Linked DNA regions of Pan troglodytes: region 1 is linked to region 2. The links are chromatin contacts, called in public HiChIP or PLAC-seq maps. All regions are on one chromosome and are shown on one strand. Each heading gives the region's core, a stretch centred on a gene start, on an enhancer-like site or on the middle of the called end of the contact. The rest is flanking DNA. Distances are from core to core; before and after follow the strand shown.

Evidence for each region. HiChIP or PLAC-seq counts read pairs in DNA pulled down with a chosen protein or histone mark.
Region 1: an H3K4me3 HiChIP or PLAC-seq map of stem cell-derived excitatory neurons shows a contact between it and region 2, with 2.4 times the contacts expected there. The contact joins the promoter of LOC741253 here to the promoter of MFSD4B in region 2. A contact is called at or near these places in 1 of 7 Hi-C or Micro-C datasets (stem cell-derived neural progenitor cells) and 1 of 1 datasets of contacts at active chromatin or transcription factors (stem cell-derived excitatory neurons).

Annotation. Positions count from the first base shown.
Region 1 is chr5:123,407,446-123,414,106 of NHGRI_mPanTro3-v2.0_pri, forward strand. It overlaps LOC741253, which reads left to right and starts at 4,108. Exons shown (of 4, transcript XM_063813277.1): 1 at 4,108-4,197; 2 at 4,274-4,887. The coding sequence starts at 4,108. REV3L (REV3 like, DNA directed polymerase zeta catalytic subunit) reads right to left here and starts at 4,408. Exons shown (of 32, transcript XM_003950901.6): 1 at 3,971-4,408. The coding sequence starts at 4,109. LOC134807019 (a long non-coding RNA gene) reads left to right here and starts at 4,942. Exons shown (of 3, transcript XR_010157768.1): 1 at 4,942-5,018; 2 at 5,973-6,090.
Region 2 is chr5:123,174,582-123,181,513 of NHGRI_mPanTro3-v2.0_pri, forward strand. MFSD4B (major facilitator superfamily domain containing 4B) reads left to right here and starts at 4,398. Exons shown (of 4, transcript XM_527474.8): 1 at 4,398-4,981. The coding sequence starts at 4,955.

The sequences.
Region 1 (6,661 bases), core at 2,858-5,357, 230 kb after region 2:
TTGATTTCATGGCTAACAGTATCTAGAACAATCTACCAAAATATTCACTAAGCTAGAGGAAGTGGCAGAGTTCCTTAGAGTAATCTTAAAGACAAGCAGCTCCCTCTATAGTCTGTCTGGCCTACTTTGTTTAATTACTTGCTTTGTGGACATCCCACACTCTTCTATTTACTCCTACTCTGCATCTCAGCAGGGAAGCTCTTTGAAAGGATAGTTCTGTTTAACCTGGTGCTGAGGAAACTGTGAGAGCTGTCTAAACTCAGCATGAAGTGAGTTACATCAAGCAACTAAGCAAAAGTCGAGATGTGGAAAATGGACAGCTTCCCAAGTCCACCTCAGTCAAATCCTTAAATGAAGCCTGATGATTTCATTTGTAGTGAATCCTCTGAGTGGTCACACCTATATTCAAATCTAAATGAAAAAACATTGTCCTATACTTTATTCACAACCTTTCTTCCCTCCATTAAAACAAGTTACCAAAATGTTGTTATAAAAGAAAAAATTAACAATTTATTCTACAAATGATACTGCTCAATTTGATTATGTCAAAATAATGTTCAAGACATTTTAAAAACTAGTTTAAAAAATGGAGAGGAAATTTGTTTTTGTTTTTTAAAAAATTCCATAACTCAGATGAAGAAACTTTAAGTGATTCCCTTAGGAATCAATATCCTCAGTTGGCAAGGGATTAAATCAGTCAGGATTTACCATTCAAATCTGAATATCCCCCCCCCCAACTTTTTTTTTTTTTTTTTAAAGACAGGATCTTGCTCTGTTGCCCAGGCTGGAGTGCAGTGGCGTGATCTTGGCTCACTGCAGCCTCAACCTTCTGGGCTGAAGCGATTCTCCTGTCTCAGCTTTCCAAATAGCTAGTACTACAGGTGCACACCACCATGCCCAGCCAATTTTGTTTGTTTGTTTGTTTTGTACAGACTATGTCGCCCAGGCTGGTCTCCAACTCCTGGGTTCAAGCGATCCTCCTGCCTCTGCCTTCCAAAGTGTTGGGATTACAGGCATGAGCCACAGCACCCAGCCCTGAATATCCCTCTTTTTAAAAATACCTTTTCAAATTTCACCAACTTAAGACATGGGAGCTTTTAAACCCAAAACACTTTATTTCTTAAATTACTCAAGATACGTCCTCAAAACACAGAACAATCAAAAGTCAACTGGACGGTTTTCTAAAGCAGAAAAATGCTTTTCATGCAATAATAGAAAAACTAAACTAGTAAAAGGGTATTAATCCAATCAGTTCAGAATTTGTAATATAATTTTGAAACAGCCACTTCATTTGAGAAAAAATATCTTTGGTTGCTATTTTTCAGGATCTCATTTGTAAGGCAAACTCAATTTTAAAACATTTTCTCTCCAAACCAAAGTAAAGCATTAAGGACCTCCCAAAGTAATTCTTATATATGAAAAAAGTATGTTTATGCTATTTTATGTAGCATAGGTTTATCATGTGTTACACATTTTTATTACCTTACTTTACTTGTTAGTAAAGATATAAACTATAAAGATATAATACAAACCATGTTTATATCTTTGCATTATGTTTACATCTTTACTTTCAAATAAATCTGTCTTCATTAAAAATTCTAGCATTCAGAGTTTTACTAAGTCAGACTGGCCTCTCTTTTATATTAATAATTTTCAAGTTTTATTTTATTGGACTAGTTTTCCTTGGGGAGATAATTCAAAAGCAGGTAATTCTGCAGTTTTTGATTATGTTTAATTAATATTAATCTCACTGGGAGTTTCTGACGTGCTAATAAAAATGCTGGCTTGGTTTATGAAAAGTGTAAACTCTAAATGTATGCCAATGACTTCAAATTTTTTCTTGTTGAAACAAACATTTTGTTGGAAACTGTGAACTACATGGCAAATTCAATTTGATAATCCTTAACAATTTAAAATTTGACTTTCTCTATATCAAGTTTTATGTCTTTCAATGTACATATAAAAGTGTTACTTTTTAATTCATTTAAAATATAAATTTCAAAGTATGTACCAAAAAAAAAAACCCCAATGGGGGTTTTTAGTCTTTGGTTTTTTCGTTTTTGTTTTTTTTTTTTAAGGCGCTGGTAATCTATTGTGGGATGTCCATGAAGGATGAAATAGGAAATAGTTAATGTGTCTTTTAAAAAATATTCAGGAAAACAACAGTATATAATATTCTTTATTTTTTAAGGAACATTTCCTCACGTAATAGAATTACATTAGCTTACAGTGAAACTCATTTATTTCCACAAACGAAACTTTCCTATACAACAAAGCTCGACTATCTCTCAGGGAAACATATTTAATGGCTTGTGTGGAGGAGAAAAAATTATGTGTGGAAAAGTAACTCAAACCATACAAGCTGTAATACACAGAAATGCCACAGTATATCTTATTAGCATGTCACTTTATGATTCGGAAATTTGGCTGAACAGGGCCATATCAACTTCACTATTTTATCCTTCCTCTGCATCTGAAGTGAGAACAGTGCATTACACTGAAATTCCAATTGGAAACAAAGACAGCACCACTATATTTAAAAGGGCAGAAAACCTATCTTATAGAACACTTCATCGCCTCGATTTCCCAGCCTCCAAAGTTTCAAGTGTTACACTTTCAACACGTTAAAAGCACTCAAATATCCCCATCTTTCAAGGTTCATATCAAGATCATATTCACTAGTTTAAATAGGAATATGCTACCAAATCTCACGACATTGACATTTTAACAAAGAGAATTCACATTAAAAGATAACTGGTTTAAAATGAGTGCTTGTGTTTGGGAAAGCGCTATTATCTTGGTAGTCCACAGAAAATGACTGTAGTAATAAGATGAATGGTGATGAGGGCAAGGAGCATCAAGTGGGAAATGCTATCTAAAATCCCATAGGGCAATTCATAGCTAGAGGGAAGAACAACCTTTCCTAAGATGCATTATTTCCTAGAACTCCATTATTTCATAGAAGCAGTTCAAAGCATGCAAAAAAGCAAAACCATTTTAAAACACCTAGTAAATTGGGCCTCTATCTTTTTTATATTATCATAAGCCCCAAGAGTTTTTGAGAACGTACCTTCTGTCACGGCTGTCTCCCCTTCCCACCCCTTCTTCAACATAGGTGTGTTTAAAAAATATATACCTGTACTTAAAACGCAATCCTACAGCCCAGCCTAGGAGCATTTCAAAATGTCTGTGCTGCTGAGTCTGGCTGTGGTTCCTAATAAATTCACCCCATTAAGTGTGATGTTTTAGATTGGGCAACATAAACACGCATTTCCTACTTCCATGGATGCACATTTCCTGAAAGCACTGCACCTAAGGATGCTGCCCTGTCCCCAGACGCTCAGGCACTAAACTCTAAGGAGTCACGACCTGCACTCACAGCAGAGCCACACGGTCACCCCAGTGAGAAAGATTATCTGGCCCCAAGCGCCACTCTCTCCGGCCCACTGCATCTCCGGAACTGGCAGAGGAGAGCGAGGGTGAGAAGAGACCATGGGGAGCGACTGACAACAAGGCTGACACTTCCCCGTTTCCAGAAAGCGGCACTTGGGGGACACAAGGGATGTCCCACTAGCGACCGACCTCAGAGCAGGCCCTACGAACCCGTCCACCGATGGACATGGCGCGGCCACCTGGCCCGCCGTCCGGGGCGCCCGCGGCTTTCGCTCTCCCGGCCCGCGCCCTGGAGTGCGGCTCCCGCTCCCGGCCGCCACACGCAGTGTAAACACGCGGCGCTCGCCACCTCCCTGCCCGGGGGTGGGGGCGCCGCGCAGCGCTCGCGCGGACCCACATTTTTGCGCCTCTTGTCACGCACGAGAGAAAAGGCGAGGAGGGCGGAGGGGAGGGAAGACGCGGCAGCGATCCACGGAGACGGCCGGCGCCGGCGGCGTGCGCGCGTGTGCGCGGCGGGGAGGGCGGCCCCGGCGCCCCGCCGACTCCCGCTCCCGCCCCGCGCCCGGCGCCCGCTTACCTGCCGGGGTCGCTCCGAAGACTCGCACCACCGGCACCTTCTTGACAGGGGCCTGGGTGAGGGGGGATTGGCAGGTATCCAGCCCCTGCAGCGGGCTGGCCATGTAGTAGTCTGCAGTCACTATCCTTACTGAAAACATGTTCGCCGCCGCCGCCACTGCCTCCCTTCACTGGCGACCCGGCAGCGGCAGCAGCAGCGGCGGCGGCTCCCTCCGCAGCGGCGGCGGCGCCCCCTCCCCTTCTCGGCACGGCCCCCTCCCCTCACACAGAGGCACCTCGAGGAGCGGCGGGCGGGGCGGTATAGGCGCTGCTGCCGCCGCCTCCTCAGGAGCACCCGGCAAGGGGCCGCAGGAGAGAAGCCCTCGAGCTTTCGTCGGTGCTGGTGCTGCCGCCACTGCCGCCACCGCCGGGAATCACACGGGCTCCTCGGTCCCAGGCTGCAGCTCTTGTTGCCATGATGATGATGTCACGGACGCAACCACTGGAGGGAGGGGAGAGGGGGGGTGTGTGTGGCGAAGGGAGGCTGCGAGTAGTGCGGGGGAGGGGGCTCGGCGGGAAAAGGAGCGAGAGGGCGGGCGCCCAGGCGGGACACGGAGGGCGGGGGCCGAGAAGGGGCTTTCTCCCCCTCCCCGGGCACGCGGCGAGGGAGGCGGCCGGCGGCCGGCAGGACCCGCGCGGGATCGATGACTCGGCTGGCGGGCACGGTCACCTGGGTGAGGGGCAGCGGAAGGGGCGGCGGAGCACCGATCTCATGGATGGGCTCCGAGGGGGTTGCGGGAGGGGGGCGCCAGTGTTCGGGGCCGTTTTGGCGGCTATGCAGGATTGGCAGGAGCTGCGATGCTCACACTTGCCTCGCCGACCGCCATTTCACATCCAGCAGAGGAGGCGGGGGCAGCCGCTGAGACGGTTTTTCACAAGGTAAGAAAATCCGCCCGCGTGAGGAGGGAGGCGAGGCGCAGATCTCGTGCCGCTGCGGCCTCGCGGGAGGGAAGAGCGGGCGGGCGGCGGAACGGGCGGGGCCGGGTGCGGACGCAGCCGGCCCTTCTCAGGTAACGCCGCGGCTCCGCGCGTGGCCCGGGGGCGGTGCGAAGGGTGGGGGCGCGCGGGCGCGGGCGCGGGCTTCGGCCTATAAAAGGGCCGCCCTGGCGTTCCCCCTTCCCGAACGTGCCGCGCGAGCCGCGGTGCCCCCCTCCTCTTTGCTGCCGCAGTGTCTGCGCCGGGCCATTTAATGAGATTTATTCACGCACGGCTCTTCTCAGCTTTGCGAGGGGTTGGCAGATCCAGTGCACAGGGATTTCCCACTACCGTGTTTTTCTCCCGCCCCCTTCCTTCCCTCTCGTCCTAATACATCCTTCGTTGGTTTCCTCGGCCCCGCAGGCTGCGTCCCGGGCACGCGCAAGTACATGTAAGGACTTGTTAGCTGCCGGTGACCTCCCTCCTCCCTCGTCGCTCCTCCCCCAGCGGAATGTAGGATTAACAGTCTTTCCGAGAAAATTTTGGCCAAAGAAAAAGGCCTGTGAAAGTCACCGCGTTAGACGTGGCCTCCTCGTGTTTTTCACTAACACGTTATGGAAGGTTTTACTACCCGAAGGCATAAAAGCACCACCGTGGGGAAGGGCCGTTTTGAATAAACAACTTTATTCAAAAATCGGGAGGGGGTGAAGCGATGCGGTTAGGGAATTTTTGTTTTAAAGAGTAGTAACATGCAGCTGGCTTGGCTATTAAATTGGAAACAAGGGGTTCCTCTCTGACTTGGCCACTGATATTGGGCGTGACCTTGGACAAATAATTTTGTTTCTTTGGGCTCAGTTTCTACATATGTAAAACGGGAAGGTTTCTCTTAAAAACTAATCCTGAAGGGTTTCTTCTCAACAAAAAGATGCAAACTGTAGGAGGCAGAAAGCGTGGGTTCAAGTTCGAAATTTGCCCCTGAATTAGGACCCTTGACACATTTCTAACCCATCCAAGTAGAGATCGTTCTTTTACATTTGTGTGTTATACAGGTGCATTTTAATGGTTACCAGGTTGCCACGTATTTGAAGTGGTGTGAGAGCTACTCGTTTGGAACCGTTGTGGATTTTCAAATAGGAAAATCAAAAGGCCCAAAGAGACAGCTCACTGGTAAGAAGCTGTCTATAAATTCCCTAACATATAAATGCTATAATAAGAACTTACGCTCCGAGGGATTTGAGACTGATTACTACAGTAAATTAGCTTGTAGTTTTTAACCTCAGAGCATGATTATAAACATACGTGGCAAGATTTCTACTAATATGCTGGAAATTAGCTAATATTTTTAAGAGGCAAAATCTCTTGATTTGAAATTTTAGAAGGCTATAGAAGTGATTTTAAAATATGACTACCATGCTAAAATGTATTTTTTATAAAATAAATATTTTGTACACGCCGAATGTCAGATACACAATATCAGTGATTCTCAGTGTTCCATGACACCTAGAATTCTTTAAGTGTTGATATTTTGGCTCTTACTGAATTATATTTTGGGGGATGGGGCCTGGGAATCTGTATTGTTAGCAACACTACTTGCCACCCCGTGATTCTTAAGCAAAATAAAATTGAGAATCCTTGTACTATATTATAATCAGTGTATCCATAACTTTTAAATTATAATATTCCTAACTAGAAAATGGTAAAAGCATCAAATTAACAGATTTGCGATTTCTAGAAGGGG
Region 2 (6,932 bases), core at 3,148-5,647:
TTGTTTGTTTTTAACATGGATTCTCCAAAGATAGGTAGAAAACGTCCTGGTTTGGCGTCATTAGTCTACTTCAGCCCCTCTCTCACTGATTACGACTGAAAGACTCATGACAAAATACAAATGGCAACTACCTGCCGCCTCTGAAAAGTAAATAAAGAATTGAGGTAGGGAGTCAAAACTTAGAAACCTGCAAGGGGATGAATTTTCTGGCTTTTTTCTTCTTTTCTTGTGGTTTGTCCTGAGGAGAGACCCCAGCTGGGAACTGTTGGGTGGCATGGGTAGCTAAAACTCGAATAGAAATCTCATCTTTCTGTGCTGAAAGGAAATAACTGTTAGCCCAGAACTCTATTTTCAGTGAAAATATTTTCAGGAATCAAAGTGAAATAAAGACATTCTCGGTCTCTAGTTAAAAGAGAAAAAAAAAGGCCTCCCCCCTCTCCCCTCCCCCCTCTCCCCTCTCCCCTCTTTCCACGGTCTCCCTCTGATGCCGAGCCGAAGCTGGACGGTACTGCTGCCATCTCAGCTCACTGCAACCTCCCTGCCCGATTCTCCTGCCTCAGCCTGCCGAGTGCCTGCGATTGCAGGCGCGCGCCGCCACGCCTGACTGGTTTTCGTATTTTTTTTGGTGGAGACGGGGTTTCGATGTGTCGGCTGGGCTGGTCTCCAGCTCCTAACCGCGAGTGATCCGCCAGCCTCGGCCTCCCGAGGTGCCGGGATTGCAGACGGAGCCTCGTTAACTCAGTGCTCAATGGCGCCCAGGCTGGAGTGCAGTGGCGTGATCTCGGCTTGCTACAACCACCTCCCAGCCGCATGCCTTGGCCTCCCTAAGTGCCGAGATTGCAGCCTCTGCCTGGCAGCCACCCCGTCTGGGAAGTGAGGAGCGTCTCCGCCTGACCGCCCATCGTCTGGGATGTGAGGAGCCCCTCTGCCTGGCTGCCCAGTCTGGAAAGTGAGGAGCGTCTCTGCCCGGCCGCCATCCCATCTAGGAAGTGAGGAGCACCTCTTCCCGGCCGCCATCCCATCTGGGAAGTGAGGAGCGTCTCTGCCCAGCCGCCCATCGTCTGAGATGTGGGGAGCACCTCTGCCCTGCCGCCCCGTCCGGGATGTGAGGAGTGTCTCTGCCCGGCCGCCCTGTCTGAGAAGTGAGGAGACCCTCTGCCTGGCAACCGCCCCGTCTGAGAAGTGAGGAGCGTCCTCCCTCCTCGTCCGGGAGGGAGGTGGGGGGGTCAGCCCCCCGCCCGGCCAGCCGCCCCGTCCGGGAGGCGAGGGGCGCCTCTGCCCGGCCACCCCTACCGGGAAGTGAGGAGCCCCTCTGCCCGGCCAGCCGCCTCGTCCGGGAGGGAGGTGGGGGGGGTCAGCCCCCCGCCTGGCCAGCCGCCCCGTCCGGGAGGTGAGGGGTGCCTCTGCCCGGCCGCCCCTACTGGGAAGTGAGGAGCCCCTCTGCCCGGCCAGCCGCCCCGTCCGGGAGGGAGGTGGGGGGGTCAGCCCCCTGCCCGGCCAGCCGCCCCATCCGGGAGGGAGGTGTGGGGGTCAGCCCCCCGCCCGGCCAGCCGCCCCGTCCGGGAGGGAGGTGGGGGGATCAGCCCCCCGCCTGGCCAGCCGCCCCGTCCGGGAGGGAGGTGGGGGGATCAGCCCCCCACCCGGCCAGCCGCCCTGTCCAGGAGGTGGGGGGGCGCCTCTGCCCGGCCGCCCCTACTGGGAAGTGAGGAGCCCCTCTGCCCGGCCAGCCGCTCTGTCTGGGAGGAAGGTGGGGGGTCAGCCCCCGGCCCGGCCAGCCGCCCCGTCCGGGAGGGAGGTGGGGGGGTTAGCCCCCCGCCTGGCCAGCCGCCCCGTCCGGGAGGTGAGGGGCGCCTCTGCCCGGCCGCCCCTTCTGGGAAGTGAGGAGCCCCTCTGCCCGGCCAGCCGCTCTGTCCAGGAGGGAGGTGGGGGGGTCAGCCCCCCGCCCGGCCAGCCGCCCCGTCCGGGAGGGAGGTGGGGGGGTCAGCCCCCCGCCCGGCCAGCCGCCCCGTCCGGGAGGGAGGTGGGGGGGTCAGCCCCCCGCCTGGCCAGCCGCCCTGTCCGGGAGGTGAGGGGCGCCTCTGCCCGGCCGCCCCTACCGGGAAGTGAAGAGCCCCTCTGCCCGGCCAGCCGCCCCGTCAGGGAGGGAGGTGGGGGGTCAGCCCCCCGCCCGGCCAGCCGCCCCGTCCTGGAGGTGAGGGGCGCTTCTGCCCGGCCGCCCCTACTGGGAAGTGAGGAGCTCCTCTGCCCGGCCACCACCCCATCTGGGAGGTGTACTCAACAGCTCATTGAGAACGGGCCATGAAGACAATGGCGGTTTTGTGGAATAGAAAGGGGGGAAAGGCGGGGAAAAGATTGAGAAATCGGATGGTTGCCGTGTCTGTGTAGAAAGAGGTAGACATGGGAGACTTTTCATTTTGTTCTGTACTAAGAAAAATTCTTCTGCCTTGGGATCCTGTTGATCTGTGACCTTACCCCCAACCCTGTGCTCTCTGAAACATGTGCTGTATCCACTCAGGGTTGAATGGATTAAGGGCAGTGCAAGATGTGCTTTGTTAAACAGATGCTTGAAGGCAGCATGTTCGTTAAGAGTCATCACCACTCCCTAATCTCAAGTACCCAGGGACACAAACACTGCGGAAGGCCGCAGGGTCCTCTGCCTAGGAAAACCAGAGAACTTTGTTCACTTGTTTATCTGCTGACATTCCCTCCACTATTGTCCTGTGACCCTGCCAAATCCCCCTCTGCGAGAAACACCCAAGAATGATCAATAAAAAAAAAAAAAAAGAAAAAAAAAGAAAGAAAGAAAGAAAAGAAAAAGATACATACCCAAATGATTTTTTTTTTTTTTTGGATCAAAGAAGGAACTTTCCAACCAGCTCTGAGACCAGCCTATTGGCAGGGATGTAAATGAGTAAACCTTACTGGAGGGCAAAAAAAAAAAAAAGACATTCTCATATGAAGGAATGCCAGCTGACCTGCTCTAAAATAAATGCTTGGCGGGCCGGGCGCGGTGGCCCACGCCTGTAATCCCAGCACTTTGGGAGGCCGAGGCGGTCGGATCATGAGGTCAGGAGTTCGAGACCAGCCTGACCAACATGGTGAAACCCCGTCTCTACTAAATAAAAAAATTAGCCGTGCGTGGTAGCACGCGCCTGTAATCCCGGCTACTCAGGAGGCTGACGCAGGAGAATCGCTTGAACCTAGGAGGCAGAGGTTGCAGTGAGCCGAGATCGCACCATTGCACTCCAGCCTGGGCGACAGAGCGAGATTCCGTCTCAAAAAAATAAAAAATAAAAAATAAAAAAATAAAAAAAGAAAGAAAGAAAAAAGAAATGCTTGGCGGGGCATGGTGGCTCATACCTGTAATCTCAGCACTTTGGAAGGCCAAAGGCAGGCGGATCACTTGAGGTCAGGAGTTCGAGACCAGCCTGGCCGACATGGTGAAAACTCGTCTCTACCAAAAAGCGCCACAACACTCCAGCCCAGGCGACATAGGCTCTGTCTCAAAAAAGAAAACAAACAAAAAAAAAGTGGGGGTGCGGGTGGGGGGAAGACTTAATGACTAAACGAATAAGTCTGGAGAGACGGGTTGCAAGGGATGATGAGACTAAGGTTTGTAGTCTGGGAGCCTAAGTGGATGAAAGTTGGAAGAATCAGGTGGAAAAGAACATTTCAAATAGACCACAAAGAAAAGTATATAACATTTTGAGGCTGTGGTACGCTTTGTTAAAGAGCAAAAGGAAAACAATTCCTCAAATCAGGGGGGAGGGATAGTATTAGGAGATATACCTAATGTTAAATGATGAGTTAATGGGTGCAGCACACCAACATGGCACATGTATACATATGTAACTAACCTGCACGTTGTGCACATGTACCCTAAAACTTAAAGTATAAAAAAAAATTCCTCAAATCGATGCCACGCTCCACTTCTTTACAACGATGGAATTATTTCAGGAATTTGAATTATTTCAGGAATTGTGTTTGAAACCACAGCTTTGGATCCCGATTTCTTTCTTGAGCTACTGTTACACTGTTTATATATGGCCACTAATTCGATGACTGAGCTTGGGCAGATTGTTAATTATTTTCTATGACTTAATCTTTCTATCTGTACAACGGGGATAACGTGGAATTTGGAGTGTTGTGAGGGTTAATTGAGATAATATACGTGATAACTTACACAATGACGTTCAACAAATACTTGTGGAGTGAAAGATGCGCGATTCATTGACAGATCTCAGGGATTTCAGAAAGCTGTATAAGGACCAGCTCTTCAGGCTCCCTCCGCTCCCCAGGAGACCGGGGAGCCGGTGCGAGGCGCTACAGTGTAATTCTTGGACCCTTTTCCTCATAAAGGTTTGGCCGCATTTTTACCTCTTGATTTCCCTGGTCCCAGGCTGCAACTTCAGCTCGCTCCGCCATGGGGCGCACGTCCGCCAGCCTCTGTGAGCTCAGCTGAGTATGATGCCTAGGCTAGAGAGCTACGTCCGGTCTCCTAGGCAACCACATCAACTTCCGGCTTGAGGCGCGATAGCGGTTGGCTAGAGGCCACATTTCCGCCACGTGACCCGCGCATGCGCCTGCTTGCTGGAGAGCGAGCGTCTTTTGACCCGAACACCTGCGGCGTGCCGAAGTTCCTCTTCTCTGCCCCGGTTCCGGGCGGTCCGTTGGGAGGTGGCGCCCGGAGGGACACCCGTGCCTGGGGTCGGGGCCAGTGCTCTTCTCGGAGCTCCAGAAGTTCTGCTGAGAAGCGCGCCGGCAGCAAGACGACTTCTCCGGAGCCGCCGAGCTGGAGTTAGAGGTGGAGCTCCGTGGGGCCGGGCCCCCGGCTGCGGGGCAGCGGCTTCTGCAGGCGGAGGCCCCGGCGGAGAAGGAGCCGGAGCCGGAGGTGGTGGTGGTCTCCCGGCAGAGCGGTGGGACCGGGAGCAAGCTGCGGTGGTTCACCACCTTGATGCTGTGTGCCTCCTTCCTGGGGCTGGTGAGAGCCGGGGCTGCAACACTCCCGGGCCGGGGCGTTCGAGTCTTGCCTTCGCCACTTGCAAACTGACCTTGGGCGCGTTACCTAATCTGACTGGGCCTCAGTTTCATCATCTAGAAAATGGGCACAATTCTAATCTTGGAGGAAATAGATTTTCTGAATACGTCTTTCAGCTCCAGCAAGCTTTTTTTTTTTTTTTGACGGAGTCTCGCTCTGTTGCCCAGGCTGGAGTGCAGTGGTGCGATCTCGGCTCACTGCAACCTCTGCCCCCAGGGTTCAAGCGATTCTCCTGCGTCAGCCTCCCGAGTAGCTGGGATTACAGGTGCCTGCCACTAAGCCCGGCTAATTTTTGTATTTTTAGTAGAGACGGGGCTTCGCCATGTTGGCCAGGCTGGTTTCAAACTCCTGACCTTAGGTGATCCGCCCACCTCGGCCTCCCAAAGTATTGGGATTACAGGCGTGAGCCACGGCGCCCGGCCCGGCAAGCCTTCCTACGTCTCCTTCGTCGGATGGGAAGGTTGCAAGAGGGGTTCACCAGGTCTTTGGCCGCTGCTCTCCGCACCCACCCATTCAACCCCCAAATTATTACACAGAAAAACTACTTTTCTGGAATTTCTTCCTGGTGATCTGACCAAATTCAGCCAACCGCTTAATTTTGCAGATAAGGAAATAGGCCCGGAGGGGAAAGTGACTTTCTGGATCACACAGCTGGTTAAGTGATAGAGCCAGAAATATGTCTTTTACTCTGCCCACCGTCCTATTTATTAATAAAACCAACCTTTAGATTCTTAAATGTTTTTCTTGGAGCAAAGGGCAAGCCTAGAGGCGCCTTTTGCCAAACCCCTGGGTCGCCACTCAATTCACTTTTCGGAAACCTCCTTATCACTTGATAATTATGATCCTGGGGGAGTTGAGAGGATGAGTCCTCCCAAGAGTCATGTGTGGTCACTTACCATCTCAGGGACTCTGAGCCACAGTTGTTTCTTAGAGTATTTTGATTGGGGGCGGTGGGGAGGGGTGAAGAAAGAAATCACTTCAGACTTTAGGTGAGTCGTCACTGACTTGTCCGGTCCTGTTGTAAATCCTTTGAAGACATGAACTAATTTGATTAGATTCTGTGCTCAGGCTTCTCTCGAAGTACGAGGTGCTTGCTGTGCACCTGGGCCCATAGTGGTCCGTGGTCTTGGACTGTTACGAGTTGGGCAGGGGGCGCACCCCATGCATTTAGAGCAGGGCAGGGCAATTAGAATCAGTTATTCTGGAAATGTAGACTGATTGGAAACATTTTTTTCTTTAAATGTCCAATGAATTTCCTCTGAAAGTCAATTGTAATCCTTACCTCTTGCTGACACTGCATTGAGTAAAGTTTTATTGTTAAAGTCATTCTGTACTTGGGCGTGTAATATTTTTAAAGCAACCTTTACTGACTAATTCTGATGGCGTGGAAGAAAAGTGTAGATTTAGAAACATTTAAATTGTTTATCTCCTGTATGTTTTATATGTATAGTTCAGGGGAAGGACTCCATGTGCATCCAGAAATATTGCTGTTTAACAACATAAAAAACAGGAATCATATTTTGATGTTTTGATCAAGGTTTTGATGTTTTCCAGTGGCTCAGTCAGAACTCACTACAGTCTCGACCTCAGGGCTTAAGCGATCCTTCCATCTCAGCCTCCCTAGTAACTGGGACTACAGGCATGCGCCACCACGCCTGGCTGATTTTTTTAATTTTTATTTTTGTAGAGATGGGGTTGCCTAGGTTGATCTCAAAACCCTGAGCTCAAGCAGTCCTACCACCTCTCCCTTCCAGATTGCTGGGATTACAGGTGTAAGCAACCACACCTGACTTAATTTAATTAATTAATTTATTCTTTCTGAGACAGAGTCTCGCTCTGTCGCCCAGGCTGGAGTGCAATGGTGCAGTCTCGGCTCACTGCAACCTCTGCGTCC